Regions from separate parts of the Mus musculus genome. Here region 1 is linked to region 2. Evidence: chromatin contacts called from public promoter capture Hi-C data. All regions are on one chromosome and are shown on one strand. The core of a region is the stretch at or near the end of the contact, and the rest is flanking DNA. Distances in the headings are between cores, read along the strand shown.

Evidence for each region. Capture Hi-C pulls out chosen DNA fragments and counts their contacts.
Region 1: a promoter capture Hi-C map of adipose tissue shows a contact between it and region 2, with 2.4 times the contacts expected there. The contact joins the promoter of Srek1ip1 here to the promoter of Srek1 in region 2. A contact is called at or near these places in 3 of 39 promoter capture datasets (erythroid cells, liver and pre-B cells), 4 of 484 Hi-C or Micro-C datasets (CD4 T cells, embryonic stem cells, pre-pro-B cells and 1 more), 1 of 115 datasets of contacts at active chromatin or transcription factors (large pre-B cells) and 2 of 9 other capture datasets (adipose tissue and liver).

What each region holds. Positions count from the first base shown.
Region 1 is chr13:104,815,851-104,820,327 of GRCm38.p6, reverse strand. Srek1ip1 (splicing regulatory glutamine/lysine-rich protein 1interacting protein 1) reads right to left here and starts at 3,158. Exons shown (of 5, transcript NM_026075.3): 1 at 2,962-3,158. The coding sequence starts at 2,974. Cwc27 (CWC27 spliceosome-associated protein) reads left to right here and starts at 3,375. Exons shown (of 14, transcript NM_026072.1): 1 at 3,375-3,641. The coding sequence starts at 3,600.
Region 2 is chr13:103,773,111-103,777,441 of GRCm38.p6, reverse strand. It overlaps Srek1 (splicing regulatory glutamine/lysine-rich protein 1), which reads left to right and starts at 2,834. Exons shown (of 12, transcript NM_001361085.1): 1 at 2,834-3,143. The coding sequence starts at 2,983. Gm52054 (a long non-coding RNA gene) reads right to left here and starts at 2,825. Exons shown (of 4, transcript XR_003950659.1): 1 at 2,406-2,825; 2 at 535-925.

The DNA of each region.
Region 1 (4,477 bases), core at 1,909-4,408, 1.0 Mb before region 2:
ACTTCAACAGCTGGGCTAGGCTGAACAACTGTGAATGAGCAAAGAAATGTTCCAAAGAAAGTAAACTTCACTGAATCCTATGTTCAATGCCATTTGTCAAATGACTAAGTGTCTAAGATTTTTTTTTCCCGAAGATCTTCAGTATCTCATTGTTACCTACATAATAGTTTAAGCTGGCATTCAATGTGGTGGAAACACGTGACCACTGAAGCAGACAAGGCTGGTGGCTTCTGAAAAGCAGCCTCATTACTCTATAGTTATACCTTATAATAACCAGGAGCACAATCACCCCAAGCTGAATCCATCACACCTAAAATAAAAGAGCATGACACAATACTTGTCCTTCTTGATGATCACCTCAATGGAGCCCCATTTTCCTTCCGTGCAGCATCTGGATCGATCATCCAAGAAATTATCTTAACATCTTCTGTATCTGCACTTTCTAAAGCAGTTGCATTGTGCGTTTGTGCCACCTGTCAAGCCTATTATCTTGATTTTTTTGGGGGGGGTGGGTTTAAGCAGTTTATGTAAGTCATTCCATCTGGCTTAATGACACAATTTATTATTATGCTTTGAAACATTATTTTGAATTGAAAGGTTAACATTTTTTTTAACACTGGTCTCAAGTTTAAGAGCATCTCAAACAAAGCTAGAAGAAAAATCACTTTTTGTCCCTTTTCTTCAGGAGCAAATTATCATTCCTAAAGTTTTACGGTGTGTCTCCTGGTGTGTTCATACTCTACCAGTGCTCCAGCGCCTGCCCAAATGATGGGCAGTGACAGCAGGCCAACTCTGGGTGCAACTGTGTGATGCAGAGGTCACCAGAGCCTCACGAAATGCTTAGGCAAGTACTGTGCAGGCTCGTGGTTCTCAGCTCTTTCCTTTACATGCTATTATTCCTAGACTCCAGTCAGGTCTTCCCTTCACACATTACCCACTGTGTCTGCACAGTCCCTCACACTTTATCCTTTTAGTCCTATAATAAGTGTTGGTTTTGACTCTGACTTCTTGTCCAGTATTCTGTTTATTCCCATGCTATCTATGGGCCATTTCCATCCCGGGCCAGATAGACCTCAACACAAGTTCCAGACTGACCTTACCACCATCTCTCAACTCTGATCTTGAGGGATGTCTTCCCAGTTATGAGGCCTCCTCAAATGAGCTAATGTCAAAAACCAGGTTAATCTCATTTCCTACCCACACCAAAGCAATTAATTCTTAGTGATTCTACCACCACCACCACCCCCCCCTCCAAATTAGCTGCTTCTCTCTTAATGAGTCTACATCCTCAATGGTAACATAACTGACCAGAATCACCCTTAAGTACCAACAACGCCTCTACATTAACTAACTCTCCTCTAGGTCACAGTATCCTAAAATGTAATTTTTCTTAAAGCTGTTAAGTGTTTTCCTACTGTCTATTAACATCCTAACACTTTGTTTTTGCTTGTAAGGTCCTTCAGTCGCAGGGAATCTATTGTGCCATGGATATGTTGGAGAATGCATTTGCATTCATGGTGGCCAAGAGCTTGGATAATCTCCATTAGCTTTTGTAATAGGCAAGTTACTTGATTTCTCCGTCTGTGAAGTGAGACTAACAACAGCTATCTCATAGCAGTGGTTATTAAAGGGAGGAAAAAAATATACAATGTTTGACATAGTATCAGATACATGGGTTACATAGTAAAAGTTAGATACTTTGAATTATCGCTTTAGTTAATTTCTCTTTTCTCTCAGGTTAGCTGATCGTTAGCCACGGCAGGGCTCTTTCATTCCCTCTTTTAGTTCCTCTTCCTTTCTGTATCTGCTCCCTCTCCCTGCAGGTCCCCTGCACTCTCACCTTTCTTTAGCTTTCATCTGGAACATCCTTTTGTACACTCTGGATCCTGTTAGGTGTCCTGTTTTTGCTCGCCCCAGCGTTAGTTCTACTTTCTGTAAATCCCCCCCCCCCCGAATTCTAGGAGAGCAAGGGTTTCTACCATGCTGACTGCCACACACTCAATAAATGTAGTCACCTCTCTTTTCACAGCTCCTGGAGTGCTCCTCTGCAGAAGTTAGGAAGCAGCCCCACCCCGCAACAGTAATCTCTAGAATAAAGTTCAGAAAAGGCTGCCACGGAACAAAGACAGGGGTCAAACAGTAGCGGGAAGGGGCAGTGTTAAGCAAAGTTGGGGCTTCACAAATAGTTTGAGGGTCTTTCCTACAGTACTATGCACTGTGAATCTCCGAGATGCGAGGCGGGTATATCTCTTAAAAACACCTGCTTGATAATAGGGTTTTACAGAAACACATTCTGACAAAGTCGGCTTGGGGAAGTTCTTAGCGGCTCCCCAGTAAACTGGAGCAACAAAAACATCCCCGGAGCTCAGTTTGCCGTTTCTAGGTTAGAAACCTCTGAACACAAAAGTGGAACCTACAAAGAATCTTAGATCTAATTCGAGAAAGCACTGTCTTGAAACTGATAGGGAAACTGAGGCCCGGAAGGGCACAGCAGCGGGCCTGCAGCCACATAGAAATTACAGGCTGGAAGTGCTAGAACAAGCCTCAGGTGCTCTTCTTGGCGACTTTCAGTATAATGTGTATAGCCACCTGGATTCGGCAAAATGCTCACATTTCGAATTTTATTTTGAAATCGTGTGAAAGTTACAGTCTTCTGGGCAAGTTGTCCCCTTAGGCCTACAGTTCTCATTGTCACCAAGTCCCTTGTCCCTCTTACAATACACTTTCCCTCTAATCCTGTGCAGTTTGGGCTTGTCCAAGAATGACAGAGATGATCTTTCCCTATCTTTCTCACCCCGCTTTGAACTTGTAGTATAAGCTTTTTCATGTAAGCCGACCAAATCTAAATTTTTAGGCCTTCGCCTGATTCCCCAAGTGCTCGCTGCCACCCACCCCCGTGCTCTGGGCTTCCCTGCTCGTCTCATTCCTCTGGAGTGAGAGAGCCCTGCGGTTGACCTTCACCTGGGACTGCCATGATGCAAGGTGAGTGGGATCGTCGGAGTCCTGGGCTTTCGAGATCACGTTAGGTTCAGGTCCGTTGCGAGGACAGCGCATTCCCAAAGGGATCTCTCCCACCCGGCCACTACAACTTCACCGGGCAGGGGAAGGCCCGATGCACATCTAGGGTTGGCGGAACTAAGTGGCTGTGGATGCAGTTTCCAGGGGTGTCCTACCGCGGAGCACACGCGGTCGGAACCATTTCGGCCCGCTTCGGGAGGTGAGTGCTATCTGCAATCGCCTGACCTGGACGCAGCCCCGGGATTTACGGATTGGCCCTTTAGCTCGTATTATAAACCTCGCTACAAATTCTCTAAAGTTGTAGAGGTCCTATAGTCTTTTCTAGTTTCCTGAAGGACAGGGAAGTCCCCCCTCCCGGGGTTAGCGGTGCTCCGGTCCGGGAGCAACATGGCGGCGTCCATGATGGGCTAGTTTGGGGAGTAACTAGTGATTAGTACGGCTGTCTTGTCCGACTCTGACCGAGTGAAGTTTTCCCCCAAATACTCAGGTTAAAGAATTGTGTGCTAACAGGTGGGCCTCGCCGGAGACCCGCCATTCGCTTGCGGCCACACTAAGGAGCGGAGTCCTGAGCACTGAGCAAGATGAGTAACATCTACATCCAGGAGCCGCCCACTAATGGGAAGGTGAGAGCCTTACCTCCTGGACACGGTGACTGGGGGCGGGCAGGGAGGGGCAGCTATCGGGGATTTTAGAGGTGGAAAGACCAAAGGACTCTTCTCCACACCCTGCATATGGCCAGTGTTGCATTTATATTCTTTACGGTGACGTGTCTCAGCATATTTTTGAAAGAGTTCTTGGGCAACCTCCCTATTCGCTAGTCTTCTGACCCCTTAACTTCCTTGATCCAACTCACGTGAGCGCCTTCTAGTGTCTATTGTTTTTAAGACTTATCTCAAGATTGTACACTTTTGCTTGTTGTTTAACTTGGAGATCGTGCATTCTCTACAGTCATTATTGAAGGCCTCTTTGGCACCACGCACTCTACTAGGTGCTGATGATACAAAGGTTGGTATTCTACCTTTATATGTGTGTCTGTATTATAGACACACACACACACACACACACACACACACACACACACACGTATATATATACTAATTCCCTATCTCAGGATTACAGACGTGCATGAACACACCTGCCTTTGCTTGGGAGGTATTGAAGAAGAGATTATATTGCCATGACAGTGATGGAGGGAAAACAGGAAATGATGGGGAAAACATCTTGGAGGAGATATCTTTTGAGATAATTGTCAGTTAGAAGCAGGGGAGGAGTGAGGAATGTTATTTCATAGGAATGGGAGTAGATTCCCTGATAGATTTCATGCTGAGCTATATATTTCTAGAGGACAATATTAATTTTAATGAATAAATGCGTGTAGAGATGAAATAGACTGACCATTCCACAATGCAGAACCTTCACGCTTCATTTCTCTAGTTTGCTATTTTACCTGTTCAAATGT
Region 2 (4,331 bases), core at 1,585-4,084:
CATCCATAGATGATCCGTATGTTGCTGAGTGAGCTACATTCACACCCTTCTAAACCAGTCTTCCTCAACGCGCTGTTCACAACCCCAACCCCGCCCCCAGCGGCATTGTCACCTGAACTCCTAAGTTTCTATTTCAGACCTCACTCCCAGCTTACTGAACCAGAGACTCTGGGAGAGAGCCCAGCAACGGCTTCCATAGATTGCCCCACACTCAAGCTGGAGCCAGGGTTCTAAGCTCGTTGTGGTCAGTTCTAGGGGTCTTGTAATTGTGCCCAAACTGAATGCATGGTCACTGTCTTTTTTCCGAGTGCATAACTTTATTCAGGTTTGTTCAAATTTGGGATGATTTATTGCTTTCCACTTACCTTTGTTTTGTATGTTATTTAGCTCAAGCTGATTACTGCACTGAGTACCTACCCAGGCTCGTTGCCTCTAATCTCCATCAACCTTTCACTGTATCTCTACACTGCAGCCAGAGTAGACATAATCTGGATGTTGATATATATATATAATTTTTCCCCTGGAGACAATTACCTGAACAGAAGTTCTTGCCTTTCTTTATTTTGCACTGATAATATTTTAAAAATGCATTATAGATCCAGGAGGTGGTGGTGCACTCCTTTAATCCCAGCACTTGGGAGGCAGAGGCAGGCGGATTTCTGAGTTTGAGGCCAGCCTGGTCTACATAGTGAGTTCCAGGACAGCCAGGGCTACACAGAGAAACCCTGTTTCGTTATTTTTTTTAATTATTTATTTACTTTATATAGGAGTACACTGTAGCTGTCTTCAGGCACACCAGAAGAAGGCATCAGATCCCATTACCGATGGCTGTGAGCCACCATGTGATTGCTGGGAATTGAATTCAGGACCTCTGGAAGAACTGTCAGTGCTCTTAACCGCTGAGCCCTCTCTCCAGCCTGAAACCCTGTTTAAAAAAAAGAAAAACCAAATGAGCAAACAAACAAATAAATAATACATTTAATAATACATACACTTTTAATTCCTCGGGACTTGGGAGAAAAGTGGATCTCTATGAATTCAAGGCCAGTCTGATACACATAGTAACTCCTAGGTCAATAAAGGCTACATAGTGAGAATCTGTCTCACAAAGCACAAAATATGAGAAAGATACATTGTACGTTTAATGTTGTACTCCTTTACAAGGGAGTTAGTTTAAAGTTACATTTAGTGTAGTGTGAGTGGGTAGAGATTAAGAATATAAACAACAGAAACTCAGAGTTTACAAACGTTGCCTTGCTTCCCAATCAGGTGCCAGCCCTTTAACCTACCATTATATTCACCCATCCATCCATCATCCATCTGTCCATCCATTGATCTCCCCAGTGCTGAGATTACAGGTTTATGCCAGTTTCGGGTCTAATGTCTCAACACTGGGCTTTCAAGTAAGCAAGGCAAACATTTACCAATGTAACTACACCCTCATTTCTACTGTTGCTTTAAGACCATCAGAACAAAGGTGAAAAGAGCAACAAAGTCTTTTTGTTTTTGTTTTTCTTCTTTTGTTTTTTTGAGACAGGGTTTCTCTGTGTAGCCCTGGCTGTCCTGAAACTCACTCTGTAGACCAGGCTGGCCTCGAACTCAGAAATCCACCTGCCTCTGCCTCCCAAGTGCTGGGATCAAAGGCTTGCACCACCACCGCCCTGTGGCAACAAAGTCTTAATAATTAGTACATGTGTTGGGGTCTCCCTCCCCCAGCATAGCTGTAGCCATTTCGTTCCATGTCTGCTAGCTACTTCATATGTTGCTGTAGTGTGCCTGCCAGTCATTGACACAGAAAAATAACTTGACTCAGAACAGAGTCATGCTGATCACATACCCTGTTCTGTTCTGTGTGTTATGAGGTTTGTTAATCTTAAGAAATTCCACAACTGTAGGCTTCATGTAGGACCCATCAAATTAAAGGTCAATATAAACTGTCACGTCTAAAATGGCTTGAGTGAGGGCTGACTACCAGGCAGCCCTTCCAGCACCTGCATTGGAGCCCACTGTGGTTTGAGCGGTTTTAACCTTTAGAAGATGGCCATTAAGAAATATCCAGCGCTCAGCTTTTTGAGCTGTTGCCCTGGTCCATCAGGCTTGTGGTGTGAGTTATATAAACCATCCCTGTTTAACTGAGTTTGATGTTTGTGTGCTTTGTAGAGCAACTCCAGGACCCCAATAAGTTTTTATATTGTGGGCCCACAGGAATGGACTTGAACCATGAACTTTGGATATAGCTGCTCTGGTTGAAAATGATTGCGCAGTATTAAGGTGCAAGTTGCATGTAGACAGTTTGTGTCTTTTACCTGCCTTTGTCTAAAAGTATAGATATTAGGGCCCGCTAGTAAATAAATTGCATGTTATAAATTGACAGCAAAGCCTTTCATTCACTCATTTACCCTAACCTCCATAATTGGTGTGAAAATTTCCAAGAATTCTCATAATCAGGGTGCCTGCCAATTTTGAAAATAGGTTAAGCGGGGTTGCAGCCTGTATTTAATAATGAAGCTATTGTTTGGTCAGGTATTAATGTATAATGTCCAGATGTCATTGTCCCTTTACCACTGCAGCCCAGGCCTCTGGGTTCCTCCGCCTGATGTGGAGAAAGAGCCGAGCTGCTTAACTGACAGAAGCATCGAGAAGTGATGGAGTTTGTAGGCACAACCTCCGCAACCCTCACTGCAGCAGCAGGTAAACCTCTCTGAAGACCTAGTGACGCCTAGCAACAGTCCCGGCGACCTGACCCCAGGGCTGCGGCCGCCAGGACCCGCGGGGAGCCGCCGCGTTGCCAGGGCGACGCTTCCGGCCGGCGCGCGCAGCCCCCGGAGCAGGAGAGTTGCGCGATGGGCGGCTAGACGTGCCCGGGCGCGGAGGATTAGCTCTCGGGAGCGCGCTCGCGGCCGCGCGCCTCTGCTTCCCAGGCTCCGTCGCTGACGCGTCGTGGACGTTGGGGAGCGGGAAGGCAGCAGCAGCGAGGCCGGGATGAACAGCGGCGGCGGCTTCGGCTTGGGCTTAGGCTTCGGCCTCTTCCCTACGACGGTGATTCAGGTGACGAACCTCTCGTCGGCGGTGACCAGCGAGCAGATGAGGACGCTCTTTTCCTTCCTAGGAGAAATCGAGGAGCTACGGCTCTACCCCCCAGAGTGAGTGCTGGAGCCCGGCGGGGGGAGGGGCGCGCCGCCATCCAGACCTCGGGCGCCGAGGGAGGCACGGGGCGAGCGCGGGCGTCACGTGACGGCGCGCTTCCCTAGGCGGCCATGTTTGATGAGGGCACCCGGCCGGCCGCGGGGCCTCTCCGCGGTGAGGTTTTGTTAATTGAGCTCCACGCGGGGTTCCTGCAGAGGACTTAGGGGTGCCTTCCTCTCTCGAGCCTCCGGGACTGTGGTTGATGCCCGGCCTTCGAGTTGGGTGCCCCGGGCCTTTGGTTTCCCCCGAACTTAAGATGGCCGCAGGTGGGCCGGCGACAGTCCTCATGGCAAATGCCTATAACGTTTCTTTTTTTTTTTTTTTTTTTTGCACTGGGAGAATCGTGGAGAACGCCAGCAACGCCAACGCCCGGACCTCTAGGTCTTAATGTCAGGCTGCTAGCGCTGCTGAGGGAGCGAGCGGATGACAACATGGAATCGGGGCTGTTTTTGTTCTCCGGGGTGATCTTAGACATTTACCATCGTTTTGGTTTTTCTAACCGAGCCCATATTCACGATCTTAAAGATCACGTCAATCTCTCCTTTTGGCAACAGCCTGAATTTTCCTTCTCCAAGAAGGTCACGCTGGCTCAGACGTTTCAAAAAGTATAAATCGGTGCAGAATTATCACTACTGTGTACATGTGTTTAAAATCCAGCGCTCGCTTCTTAGGCAGTGTACTTGAAGTGGTAAATTTCCCTTATGCAGTATTCACTAATCGGATAACTTGTAATGGTTTTACCGTTCGTAACATTCTCACACTCATAAACTTTAAGAAAATACTAAGGGCCACGGTATTTTGTTCTTTATGCTAAAATTATTTGAAGGAAAAGTTGTCCACGATTTTTTTGGGAAAAGATTTTGGCTTATTTCATAGTCATGCACACAGAACAATATATCTCTCTACTCTCTGTAAGTAGCAGAATGGCTACAAATTGATTTCTTACGGATGTGACTATTTAATGTTATGCATTCAAAAAAGTTGAAATAAAACAGTGACTGCCTATCAGTATTCTTTTCACTTGGTGCAGGTGATTATTAAATTTTCATTTATTCTAGCTGGGCGCGTTGCCAGGCGCCTTAATCCCAGCACTCTAGAAGGCAGAGCCAGGGATCTCTTGAGTTCAAGCCCACCCTGGTGGCCAG